Regions from separate parts of the Mus musculus genome. Here regions 1 and 3 are each linked to region 2. A link is a contact called in public HiChIP or PLAC-seq data. All regions are on one chromosome and are shown on one strand. Each heading gives the region's core, a stretch centred on a gene start, on an enhancer-like site or on the middle of the called end of the contact. The rest is flanking DNA. Distances are from core to core; before and after follow the strand shown. Region 1 has its middle 9.0 kb from the start of Gm34911. Region 2 overlaps Tnks (tankyrase, TRF1-interacting ankyrin-related ADP-ribose polymerase). Region 3 overlaps Ppp1r3b (protein phosphatase 1, regulatory subunit 3B).

The links. HiChIP or PLAC-seq counts read pairs in DNA pulled down with a chosen protein or histone mark.
Region 1: a contact with region 2 is called in an H3K4me3 HiChIP or PLAC-seq map of bone marrow-derived macrophages, with 4 times the contacts expected there. The contact joins two enhancer-like sites. A contact is called at or near these places in 1 of 484 Hi-C or Micro-C datasets (macrophages), 5 of 115 datasets of contacts at active chromatin or transcription factors (the 230-238 cell line, acute myeloid leukemia, bone marrow-derived macrophages and 1 more) and 1 of 9 other capture datasets (embryonic stem cells).
Region 3: a contact with region 2 is called in an H3K4me3 HiChIP or PLAC-seq map of bone marrow-derived macrophages, with 3 times the contacts expected there. The contact joins two enhancer-like sites. A contact is called at or near these places in 2 of 39 promoter capture datasets (cranial neural crest and neural stem cells), 5 of 115 datasets of contacts at active chromatin or transcription factors (acute myeloid leukemia, bone marrow-derived macrophages, forebrain and 1 more) and 1 of 9 other capture datasets (macrophages).

The regions. Positions count from the first base shown.
Region 1 is chr8:35,422,289-35,426,794 of GRCm38.p6, reverse strand. No RefSeq gene overlaps it. Among named protein-coding and RNA genes, the nearest start is that of Gm34911, 9.0 kb to the right of the region's middle. Within about 2 kb of position 2,639, at least 24 of the 459 cell types and tissues checked have an H3K27ac peak or open chromatin away from gene starts, as enhancers often do. A contact at or near this core is called in acute myeloid leukemia, bone marrow-derived macrophages and macrophages, where this site is marked.
Region 2 is chr8:34,916,256-34,920,521 of GRCm38.p6, reverse strand. Tnks (tankyrase, TRF1-interacting ankyrin-related ADP-ribose polymerase) reads left to right here. Exons shown (of 27, transcript NM_175091.3): 3 at 2,048-2,143. Among named protein-coding and RNA genes, the nearest start is that of Tnks, 47 kb to the left of the region's middle. Within about 2 kb of position 1,816, at least 38 of the 459 cell types and tissues checked have an H3K27ac peak or open chromatin away from gene starts, as enhancers often do. A contact at or near this core is called in acute myeloid leukemia, bone marrow-derived macrophages and macrophages, where this site is marked.
Region 3 is chr8:35,385,438-35,389,735 of GRCm38.p6, reverse strand. It overlaps Ppp1r3b (protein phosphatase 1, regulatory subunit 3B), which reads right to left. Exons shown (of 2, transcript NM_001364452.1): 2 at 1,597-4,298. Among named protein-coding and RNA genes, the nearest start is that of Ppp1r3b, 11 kb to the right of the region's middle. Within about 2 kb of position 2,650, at least 10 of the 459 cell types and tissues checked have an H3K27ac peak or open chromatin away from gene starts, as enhancers often do. A contact at or near this core is called in bone marrow-derived macrophages and macrophages, where this site is marked.

The DNA.
Region 1 (4,506 bases), core at 1,390-3,889, 510 kb before region 2:
CCTAGACTGACATTTTTGTTTCCTCAGCTTCCTCATTCCCCCTGAGACCTGAAGACTTATTATAGCTGTATTGTGTCTTGGTTTTCTACGACTGCTTTATCCATCACCAAAAGCCAGACCAAGCACCCGAAACAGCAGAGTTTCACCGTCTCACGGCGGCCGCTGGTTTCCTCTGACGACTGTAGGCAGAGCCCATCCTGGCGATTGCTGGTGTTTCCTGGCTTGTGGACACATCACTCCAACCATTGACTTCACACCCACATGGTATCTCCTCTGTGTGTTTCCAAATGCCTTCTCTTTATACAGACGTAAGACTGCCTTAGGGCCCCACCCAGATGACCTCTCTGGACTGATTTTGTCCACATCAGCCCTATTTCCAAATAAGGTCTCTGAGGTGCCCTGAGTTAGAACTTCAACTTAGGAATCCGGAAGGGGGGAGGGGTACGGTTTCTCAAGCCTAATTGTCTAACAGAGCCTTACCTAGATCCTACATCCTACAGTGTGAGCTGCCCCGTGGACGTGTACCTCTGAGGCATCGCTTGCGAATGTGACAATAGGATGATGTGTTGTGGGCCAATACTATTTCTGACAGTGCTATATGCATCACACACACAGGCAGCCAACATGAGTTGTCTTCAAGATGTGGTTTACAATTTCTCAGAAGTTCTTCCGTTGTTTCTTTTTTCTTTTCTTCTTTTTCTAAGGTCAATATCATTTCCTTACTCACTTTGATTTAGAGACTTACGTTACCACAGTAGGTCAAGTTTCAAGAGCCGTCACAAGAGCAGAGCAGCCTGGAGCATGTACACGATTAGACAGCATCCTCTCAAACTGGACAGCCTCTCCAACTGTGTTTCAGATTTCCCCCGATCCCACCCATGAGTGGACACTGCAGATGTGTCATAGAAATACTTCATCAAATACGAATCTGACAATACCATATTATAGGCAAGATGCTGAAGAAAATGGAAAAAATGACCTGAGGTTTTGTTGTTGTTGTTTGTTTGTTTGACAAGCTCTAACTCCTATAATAATAGAATAATAGCCTAGTATCTCAAGGACCGAAGGATTGCTGTGGACTTTCATAACCTACCCAGGCAACCTGCAGAGCCTCCTCCGAGGGCGCAGGACCAGACTCCCATTCTGTGTTGACGTGGGCCTTATTCCAGGGCCTTCTCTCAGAGAGTTAGAGATTGCTATTTTTCTAGCAATAGCCTTCCCTGTAACTGTGAGCGTGGAGTCTCTCAGTCTGTCCACTCTGTGAACCTCTTTGATGAGGGCGCCGCCGCCTCAAACCATTGCCCTACCTGTTTGCTGTGCCCGCCCACTGGGCTTCGTTCCCTCTCACACATTAACGCCTGCTCAGTCTGTCCTTTCTGATGAATGATGGACTTTCTGCAATCCTACTGCTCACAGCAGAGATAGCATCGCTGTTTCTCCTTTCTCTGCCGGCTGCTTGAGGAATGTTTATGTGTTTCTTATTATTTGGTCTGTTTTACAATGTGAATTCCTGCTGGGGTTCATTGCATTGGGTATTACCGGGTATTTCATCTCATCTAGAACTTGCCCTCCCCTAATGTTTAATAACAGCAGTCTGTCTGAAGACCGGAAGTCCTGGTGCTTGGTTAACTTCAACCACAAATTAAAGTTGAAGAGATTTTTTTTTCTGTTTTTAGGAAATTGGTACCTTTATACAACTGTTGGTTATATATGTGTTGTGAAAAAAAAATGGAGAACCCTAAATGGATGGTGCATGGTAGGAGGAACCCAAAGAAAATGGATTCCCAGCTTCAAAGATGTTATAACAAAATGGAAAGAGGCTAGGTGCTGGAGCCAGAAGGTCTGGTTTAAATCTCATTTTTCTTACTGGCTGGTGGAACAGTTAATCTGAGGAAGGTGATGTCCCTTCTGACATTAACTTTCACCCACAAAAATAGGTTAATATTACTTACTTGAGATGCTAACTCAAAGTGTCTGGCACGCTCTAGGTATATAATAAAATATATTATTATTATTATTACTACTACTATCATTTTTTTACTTTTATTGTAAGAGACAGTGTCTCACAATATTGCCCATGTTGGCTCCAATGTCCTTAGCTCTAGTGACCCTCTTGTCTCAGCCTCTCAAGTAGCTGGGACTATAGATGCATGCCACACCCCCATTTCCCACCCCTAATCTCAACCCTACCTACACCCCAGCCCTGACTCAGAACTATTTATTAAACTCTGTGCAGGGATAAGATTAGCATTGCCATGACAGGATTTGTGGCCACCAGATGCCTCCGTTCATGGAGCTGACATTTAGAGCAGAAATTTAACTGTCCAGGAATCATGTATAGAGGAGCGGGTAGGAAGTGTGACCCCCTTCTCCCACATCTGCTGGCGGTCAATTGGCTTTATATGAATCACAGAAGAGCCCTCCAAAGAGACTCTGCCAACCAGCCCCTAGACACTGGGTCATCTATCCCATAGAAATCATAGTGCTCCCCTCTCCTCAAAGCCGACTGCAGGGGAGAGGAACAGACAACTTGCCCACGGAAGTCCCCGGTGAACTTAGAGCACTGTCTAAGTGAACCACTGCTGTGACAGGGGACAGCAGGACAGTTTGCCATTCGTGAGGTTCAGACACAAGCTTTCCCCACTGAGACATTCAGCTGAGAGCGGACACACTCTGTCAGGCTATAGTGTTGAATGAAAAGCACACAGAGCCTTTCCCTTGTTTTACTTCCTCTCTGCTCCCTCCCCAAACAAAGGGCAGGCCCTGTAAGTGCTTCCTGCTGAGTTTAGAGAGAAAGTGTTGGGTTTCAAGTCCAGCTCAGTTCCAGGGGCATCTGTAAAAGAATGAGACATCTATCTGTGCAGGGAGTCTGAGGACACACACCCTTGGTCCTCCTGGCTTTCAAAGGCAAGCTACTGCCATGTATCCCTGAGCACTGCCTTCCCCCTTGCTCTCCCTCTCTGGGTCCCCATAAAGGCAACATACTAGAGACCTTGGACTTTGTAACTGATGAAGTTGCTTTGAGGTTGGGGAGAATGGAGAGGTGGTAGCCTGAGGATGCTCTGGTATGCTTGGTCCAGCAACTTCACCCTGATGAGATAGTTCAGACTTGCTTTGAGAAGAGTCCTAGATAATGCAATGCTCAAGTTAATCTTTGTGGTGGTTTGAATATGCTTGGCCCAGGGAGTGACCCTATTTGGAGGTGTGACCTTGTTGGAGGAAGTGTGTCACTGTGAACATGGGCTTTAAGACCCTCATCCTAGCTATCTGGAAGTCAGTCTTCTCCTAACAACCTTCAGATGAAGATGTAGAATTCTCAGCTATTCCTGTACTATGCCTGCCTGGATGCTGCCATGCTCCTGCCTTGATGATAGTAGACTGAACCTCTGAACCTGTAAGCCAGCCCTAATTAATAACAATGAGCCTAGGCTGCCTGTTCCAAACTCCACCTAAGTGATGGGAGATATGGTGCTTCACTATCTAGATGAGCCTTCCCTACCCAGCAAGGAGGCTCCAGTGATCCACACACACCTTGCCTTTGCTTTGGCTACGGCCACCTCTCTCACTTCCTTGGGAAGGCCCCTGTTACCACTCCTTCATCCTTCAGTACCCTCCTCATGAAGCCTTTCATGGGAATTCAGTCCCATTGCTCATTTTTTCCCCCTCTCTGGCTTCTTCTCTGGTGTGTATTTTATAGTACTCTGCACTCTAATGATTTTCTGTTCCTTCTTCATTAATAATTGAGTCCCCTTTGTATTAACCATTACATTAAGTACTGGGGGCTAAGAGACTATTAAAACATGGCCTCTTCACAGAAGGAATTTACCATCAATTATAATGTGAAGAAGGAAGGAGCATTACATGGTACACTGCAAAGAGTGCTGATTTTATTCTGAAAACGATGAAAGCCATTGCAGAAGTTTTGAAAACTTTAACTGTTTTATTGAGGTATAATTGACACACAATAAACTGCATACTTGAAATGTAAAAGTTGATGTGTTTGGGTATCTTTATATGCCCATAACATCACTGCTACTATGGTGACTGTCATAGTCAATTTTTTTTTTCTGCTATAAAAGATTACCTCTGCTATAAAAGATTACCACTATTTGGGTAATAAGTAAACAACAAAAGCTCTTTGGTTTACTAGCTTGAAGCTCAGAGTCACAAGCTTGGACTGCATCATAACACGCACCAGAAGGGTAAGAAAAGAGAGGAAATTGGCTTGCCTCACCCTTTCTATCAAGACTTCATTCTCTTGATAACAGTGCTATTCCTAAGCACATGACTCCAGAGCCATTGTAACCCAATTCTCCCTCAAAGGTCTAACTTTTCCTCGTTGTTACTGAGATTTGTGGGTAACAGAGCTGTATTAGGAACTGTGTCAGGGTCCAGAAACATGGTGTAAGGAAAGAGTCTCTGATACTCTGGTGTCTTAAGGTTTTACTCCTGTGAACAGACACCATGACCAAGGCAAGTCTTACAAAGGACAACATTTAATTGGGG
Region 2 (4,266 bases), core at 567-3,066:
TGTGAATGCTAACCTTCAGACAGCTATCCATTGTAGCAAAGCCATGGTCTTGATGGCTTATGCATCACAGAAAGAATGGCTTTATAAACAATATGACTCAGTACTTAGTAATATGAAGATCACCTTCCAAATTTCAAAAGAGTGTATGGGCTTCAGTGTAGAACTTGAGAATTACTAGTAGTGGCTCAAAGCCACTACTGGATGTTTTAAAGTGCTCGCGTATGGGTGGGGTCAGAGGGTATCCAGAGTTGCTTGTCAGGAGTGTGCTTGAGCGCGTGAGAGTGCTTGTGCTTTTGGATTCCAGAGAGGCCCCATTGAGTGTTTTCCTCAGTCACTCTCCACTGCACGTTTTGAGGCAGAGCCTCTCACTGAGCCTTTTCCTCAGTTACTCTCCACTGCACGTTTTGAGGCAGAGCCTCTCACTGAGCCCGGGATACTCTGATTTGGCTAGACTATGGCCAGCTAGTCCCAGGGATCTTTCTGTTCCACTTCCCTAGCTCTGTGTGACAGATGGATGCTGAGGATCAGAACCTGGCTCTTCATGCTTATGTAACAAGCATTTCACCAGCAGAGCCACCATTTCAGCCCTAAAACTCTTATGTAAGATGTAAGTTTCCCTCATCTAAATAAAATGCGTGAGACCTAAGTGCTTTGGCGTTCAGACCCACCCCACCTGAGGAGTTGGAATATTTGCATATATATAGCATGAGATGTTTTGAGGTTGGAATCCAGGCCTCAATGCGAGATTTATTTGTGTTTCACATATACCATGGTAAGCATACAGTCTACCAAATGAGCTACATTCTTAGCCCTCTCATTGGTTAAATCCCATGTATGTTAATGAGAGTTCTAAAATGGAAGAGTATTAGTTTAAATTTGGTTGCTTAGTGTATATTTCGCTAAAGAATGAAAATTTTTATTGCTTAGGGAAAAAAAAAACAAGCAGTGGCCAATGAGCTGGCTCAGTGGGTAAAGACACATGTCACCAGGCCTCAGGACCTGAATTTAATCCCTGGGATCAACATGTAGAAGTGATTGTCCTCTTACTTCTACATTGTGTCCCCACCCCCAGTAAATGTAGAAAAAAGTGATTCAGTATACACTTAAGTGTTCCCCTATCATGGTGTCAGAGGTGGCTATGTAGGTGCTCAGAGGATTCACTTTCCTCACCTTGAATTTCAGGTTTTTGACTAAAGATGCCTAACCTGTTCACTGTTTAAATATCAGATGGGTAGTAGCACTCCCGTGGTCTCTGGGGCTCTGCTCTTACACAGCAGTGGTTTAGTTGGCATTAGACACTTCCCAAATGCCATATCCATATTTTATCTACTGCCCACTCACTTATAGGAGGGTCTGAATCTTAAGGAGTCTCTGTAGTTTTTATGAAATACCTTTGTTACATGAATTTCAGTGATTGGGTTTTTAGTTCTAGAAATTTGATGGAGGATCATAATACAGGATAGAGTTCTTTTTTGTAGCATGGCTGCAAGAGCTGGCGTTGCACGCATTACTGTGTCTGTTAAACTTCTGGAAACAAGCCAGTGTGTCTATGGTGAGTTTCATATGTGAGCACTGAGCCACTAAAAGCCTTGCACAGGGTTACAACTCTTCTGAGAGAGGACGTGTTGGAGATTCAGCAGCGAAGCAGCAGCAGCAGCAGCAGCAGCAACAAGCAGTCACAGTGGTAGTAAAGGCAGGGCAGCTTCAGCTAGCACAGCTCACAGAGCGAGGCAGGGAACACGCACACAGCTCCCATACTGCTTCCTTGGGAGGCAAAGCAGGACCGTCCGGGGCAAGCTTCTAGTTTCATGGTTATGATGTCAAGTCATGTGATAATACTGTACCATAAGTTGCCAACTTTGCTTTACTCTAGAGAAGATCCTTTGCTGCAGTGCTTTTGTTCCCCTTTTTCTTTCATTTTTCTTTTCTTGAAAGAGAAAAAATTGTGCAATGTATGTTTATGCCTACACCATGCCGAGGCGACACTTAGCAGTAAATAATCTCTGTATCCCCGAGGTAAGATACTGTTTGTGCTTTCCCTGCACAGTGCTGCTGCAGCACGGAGCCGATCCAAACATCCGGAACACCGATGGGAAATCAGCTCTGGACCTGGCAGATCCTTCAGCAAAAGCTGTCCTCACAGGTAAGGAGCCAGCGCTAGGAGGCTGATTTTATAAGATTTTCATGCACTGAATATTTTTCCACTAATGAAGCTAAGAAAATACTAAAAATCTTATTGATTGGATGTGCATCTTATTAATTGTGTTGAGATATATACCTATATATGTATATATCATATAGATTGATATATCTTAATTTTACTGCTTATAGCACTGAGAATTACAGCATTACATCATAGTGTTTCTCATATTTTGTCAGTTTTATGGCTTACATCACAGTTTTCCTCTACCTCCTCTTCTCGGCTGGTTTTTTAAAGCCCTTCACTGTTGAGCAGACAAGGGCATTTGTGTTACTGTAAAAGTAGTTTTCATTGGGAAGACAACCTGCTGCCTTATCCCTGGGGTCAACAGCTACACTTGGGTGCTCTCCTCACCCACTTTTATATATTTCATTATATCTTTGTACTTTTTACCCTGATAGCCAAGTTTTTTAGATTGGGGTAATATATTGTCTTTCTACTTCTGTAATGCAGATTTGGGGCTTATTAATTTTATAAAAGTAAATGCCAAGAACCATCACAGAGGAGACCCTGAGGGTAGAGAGCACCCTTCGTCATGGTCGGCAAGATTATGTTTAACGGCTAGATTTTGAGCTGCTGTTCTCATTGATCTTCGTTCTCAGTGCTGCATTGGCTCTGTTTGGTTTTGTTCTCAGCATACCGGTCCTGCTGCCTTTGCCCTCCTTTACTCTGTGATGTGGAGCCTCCTAGTCACTGCACTGCTAACAGTGCTGTTATAGATTGTGTAGAAGAGAGCTTTAACTGTGTTTAAGTTATCAATCTGCTGTGCACTCTTAATAGAGATTGTGAAGTGAATAGAAGGCATTTATGTACAGAAAGCTTTAAAAATATATGGAATTTTGCTTAATTACTCTACGTGGAACGACAACTTCCCACTGTGCTAAAATTAATATAATCACTGCTAAATCAGAGTAATCTGATATTTCTCAATTAATTAAAGATGAAATGAGTTGCTACATGAGGAGAGCATATACCAGAGGAATAAAGCTTTTTAAATCAGTGGAGATAAAGTTACTGCACAGTTTTAAATGATGAAATCGGGCCTACCTGATTTGTCTCTGACCTGCCTGGTCCTGAAACCTTCAGTCTCTTATTAAACAGTCATGTGCAACAGAATAGCAGCCTTCCGTGGTCTCTGGCCGGAGGAGAAAGACAGTATAGAAACAGCTCCTCTCATAGCTGCTATAGTATGTGCCAAGGGCTAAGCAAGACTGTATTTCTGAGTGTCCTCCCCCTGACCTTTCCTCTTCTCCGGCTCTCTGCCTGCCTGTCTATTTGTTAGGTGCATTTAATGCGTCATTGCCTGTAGGACTGTTTGAAAGACATAGGTTTAGATATAAGCCACTAACCGTAAGAAGCTGTCTCCTAATTTTCACTGCAGGTCAGAGAAGATCATTTTAGGGTACAGCTTTGGCATGCTTGCTTGAAGAGGCTGGAGTATGGTGGAGGACAGATAGCATATTTGATTTGAACACTGTCTAGCATTGCACTCTGCTTAGATGGAAAGATTCTAGTTTTCTGTATTTTGCTACTAATATTTAACTGCTGCTTGCACTGTTTTTTCTAAAAATATTTTTGAGGCAACTTTTCTTTCAGTTGTGGTTTAAGGAAAAAAGTTTAGAATAATAGTTCCCTTGGAAATATAAACTGTCCTCCTACTGCACATTCATTCTATGACATACATTAAGCAAACACTCAGGTGAGCTGTTTCAGAGTGGTTTTCTGCCCGTATGTGCTTGTTACTGAGGAATTCTTTCTGATGCAGTTACGATGGAAATATTATTTCTCAAACTACATTTTAGAAAATTAAGCATTGGTTTTACAAAGGGAAGAAGGCTCAGCGCGACCCACTCTTGTCTAGTAAATGCAAAGCTCACGTTCAGTCCTCCTCACACTGTCCTGAAGGGGAGGGAGGCTCTTGAAGGGGCGTCTTAGAGGTGTTAGGCTCACTCCAAGTCTCATTCTTACTCCAGAGGAGTTGCAGTGCTATTATATAACTTGAGAGTGATTTTCTTTCTTTAATTTCTCTGTGGATATTTAGGTGCTGAAGATCTGATAGTCTATCA
Region 3 (4,298 bases), core at 1,401-3,900, 470 kb before region 2:
ATCCCAGTCACCTTAGAAACTAGTTGAAAGATGCACATTTAATGATTCTAAAACTCTACTGAATTTCATATTCATAAAAAGCAACATTGCTTTTCTTTCCATTTCTACAGTGGTCAACTGTGGGCAGTGTTTAGATTTTTTTTTTTTTTTTTTTTTTTAGAAAGCTAGTGTATCAGTTTCAAACCACTGTGACAAATGTCTGAGAGAGTAACTTGGAAGGAAGATTTATTTTGGGACCTGGTTTGGGTCATGGTCAGTTGAAACGAATGCTACGGTCCTTTGGTGAGGCAGAACATCACAGCAGAACTAATGTGGGGGTCCCAAGTAGTTTACTTCAGGGCAGCAGAAAAAGAGGGAGACAGGAAGAGATGCAAGGCAAGAGGTGTGCCCAAAGGCGCCCTTCCCCTCTTGTGATTTACATTCTCCAACCAAGCCCCACCTCTTAAATTTCCTACCATCTCCCAAAATAGCAAGGCTAACTTGAGACCAGTCTGAGAGACATTTCACATTCAAGCCACAGGATCTATAGATGGAGCGCATGGCTGAATCTACATACTAACTGCACAACTCTTGCTCCTGCTACCATTCCACAGCTCTGCTGCTTGGGTTTTCCCAGGGGGAGGCTGCAGGCTGCAGACACTTCACCCCTCCCACTCCCCCTTCCCCTGCAAACCTCCCTCTCCTTTTTTTTTTGTTTTTTTGTTTTTTGGTCTTTTTTTGTTTTTGTTTGTTTGTTTTGTTTGCTTGCTTGCTTTGTTTTTAAGTTCTGGAATTGTTTTAATGTGGCGAATGCCAGGATGAGTGCACCAGAGTTGAATGGAACCGCACAGTTCTGTCAGTGAGCTCTTCCGGTTCCAGTTCGTTACATTGCAGAAACCTGGGCACAGTCGCTTCTTTCCAGAGGATTCGGATAGCCAGGGATCAGGAGGCTAGGTCTACAAGTTGATGGAACTGGAGGAGCCTTGCTGGGAGGTTGTGGGTAGGAACATAGCAAAGGGATAGCTGTGTAGGGACGCCAAGGCTCTGCCTCATTGACTCGGAGCCTATAGCAAAAACCTTGGCCTTTAAATAATCAGGGCCAGGGGTTGGGGTGGTGGGTAGCGTCCCTTTGTTTTTTTGAACTTCTGAAAATCTCACGCAGGGTACACATCTGCATTCAATGGTGGAGGATAGGCCACACCAGCAGATGGTTTCTTTTCCTGGTTACCGAGTCTTTGTGATGGAGAAGTTCAAAGCTGAGAGCGCCATAGATAGTTTACCCAGGACTGTCTGAATCCACACGCTTGTCTGCTCTACCTTCCGAGAGGGAGGGAAGAAGCAAGAGTCGGGAACTTGGATGACTAGGATCCATAGAGGACAATAATCACCTCTGTCCCTCCTCTCTGGTTCTAGGTGAAGGCTCCATCACCTGCCTTCACTGCCAGATAGCTTAAAGCACTGGTCCCCTCCCCACCCTGCAAGCCTTCCAGCTTTTCATATCCACTGAATACAACCTGTACCTTAAAAAATACAAAGACATGTATAGAAAAAAAAAATCATTGACTTAAAATATGCTTCCCCTTCTTCCAACGCTAAAAATAGAAGGAATAGTTTTCATTTTCTTTTCTTTCTATATTTATTACGTTTTTGCTTTTGAGATACAAAGAAATCATTCTCTTCCACCACACACACACACACACACACACACACACACACACACACACACACACACACACACACATCCATTCTTGTGATTTTTTTTAAAGTGCATTTCCCCTCTACCAATGTATACAAAAATATGTCTTACAAACATGCAGAAGTTTCTGAACAAGGCACATGTAGGCATACAATGACGACAAGCCCGTCAGTTGAATGTTCACATTAAAGCAAAAGTGTAACATCATCACGTGTGCACTCTAGAAGTCCACGTGCCCCAGGGGCCTCTGGGAACTGCAGCAAAACCGTGGAAACACTCACAGCTTTGCTGATGGAGCTGGAGGCATCTCACAGAACCTCAGCAAGAGAAATGTCTTTGAGTGACTCTGGACGATCCCGTTAGAGGTAAGATCCCAGAATTTCGGGAACATCTTATCTGCAGTTTCTGTGATCATGCCAGGAGATGCGGCTGAGTGCAGATTTCCCAGAATCAGGAGCCACCAAGCTTACATCTCAGGGATAAAATAACTCCCACCATTGACTCAAGTTGCTTTAGTTTCTGCAGAACTACAGACTTCCATTATGCCTTCCTAGCTTTCTAGAGAAAATATTCTTACAACACTCAAACGGCTTCTTACAAGAAACATGTCTTATGGTCTAGCTTATTTATTGTACCCATTTTGCCAAAGCACCCCAGGGAATTTGGGGAAATAAATATGGAACAAAGAATGGGGTTGCCTTCCCTTCCTGGATCACAATGTCTGGGGATTAGGATCCATCCATCATCCTAGCCAAGAACTGCATGAAGACAGACCTCCAGGTCAAACTTGCCGTGGGATCTTCAAGCAAGGGGCCTGTCGTCTTCTGAGCTGCGTAAATTTGTCTACAGTGGTGAACTCTGAACAATGCATAGAGTTTCTAAATGCAGCTCCCGAGGCTATCTCAGAGTCATGGGACAGACTGGGTCAAAAGAAGGAGGGCTGTATTGGAGGCAGAAAGCAGAAGGAAGACTCTTCTGTCTCTGAGTGACAGCCTTGATAAGGAAGTCAAGCACAGCCCACGGACTGCTTCAAGGGAAGGGTCCTGGTGAGCAGGCAAAGGCACAACATGCCCCTGGAGCTGAGCAGTGGGTGTGCACCCCAGGTGTGCTGGCTGGGGGGCTTTCAAGCAGTGCTCGTGAGCAAGAAAGCTGGGGCAAATCTGGGCAAAAGGGGGTGAGGGTATGTCTGCTTTAGGAGGGACATATAACATGGAATTACCATATTTTATATTTTGACTCGGAATGTCTGAAGATCATCCATACCACTGAACAGATTCCATTCCGTACCTCGCCCCCGCCCCCAGCCATTTTATGATCTTTAGTCTGCATCTATGTAAGAAACAGTGCCCTTGGCTGCCTTCCTTCTTAACACACAATGCATGACCCATAGAGAGCAGTTTTGCTTTCTATCCAATTTCAACCTAGCTGCTCTGGTCAACAAATCCGGAACATTTAAAGTACACCCATCTAGGAGATACATGGCCTGCTTAGATAAAACACAAACTCCTGGCCCCAGCTTCAGCCTCATGGCACAAAGATGATTTCCTCACAGATAATCAGCATGCAATCCCAGATCGCCACCCATCTGGGAGAGGCACAATATACAAAGCACAGATTACAGACTAGTACCAGTTTTAGGAATAAGAAATCATAGAAAATAACATTTAAAAAGTCAAAACATTTGAATCTTCAAAAGTGAAAAAGTTAAGATAAAAAATAAACCACACATGCTAGGATTAAAAACATTTGATGTCTGCCTGATGCTAACTTATAAAGCCAGAGGGCACAGGGCTACGTCCAGTGGCCCCCACCTCCGAAACCATGAGACTCTGCTCCTTTCTGTCTTGTCTCAGGGAAACATCACTTCAGTAAGGAAATGAAACAGGCATCTTTTATCAAACTTCCAAAACAAAACAACACCCCTAATTCTACAAACTCGCATTTAAAAAAATCTCCCCTATAATTCTAATTTGCCCTAGAGAAAAATCACAGGGTTTGGGGGTTCACCCAAGGGTAAGAACTCCAGGAGTCTCACGCTAGCGTATGAAAGCGCATTGCACTCCAATATGGTTAAGAAAACTTCATCTGATACCTCAGAGTTGACAAACATTTAAAATAACATAGAAAAACGTGAGGTTTTTCTCCCCTATCTTTTTATAATACACACCATAAATAAAAACACCCGATCAATGTCCTTGGGGGTTCATAAAGCATCCTGAATATGAATATATATCTAAGCACAGTCTGGAGGACTCGAGGAGATGCCAGTCTTGCTATTTGAAAGCCTCAGACAAGGCACTGAAGTGGAGGCTCCAGGAGACATGAGAGCTATGACTCTCTTCAAACACAAACAGTTCACACACACCGGCCAGGCAAGTGGAAATGCATCTTGTCATTGAGTCCTCTTCTGGTAACTCCGGGTGAAACGGTGCTTCAAAAGCTCCCCCAACATCCAAGAGGAAAAGCTAAAAGTTCAGACTGTCCCACCTTGTCCCAGTGCTGTACCCTGTGACCCCACATGGGAACCAATGACTTTCTAGTAACTAATATGTTGCTCTCTTCTGGAATATAAAGGAGGGGTCAGGAGGAGAGAGGGGGGAGGGAATGCCTATCCCAGACACGA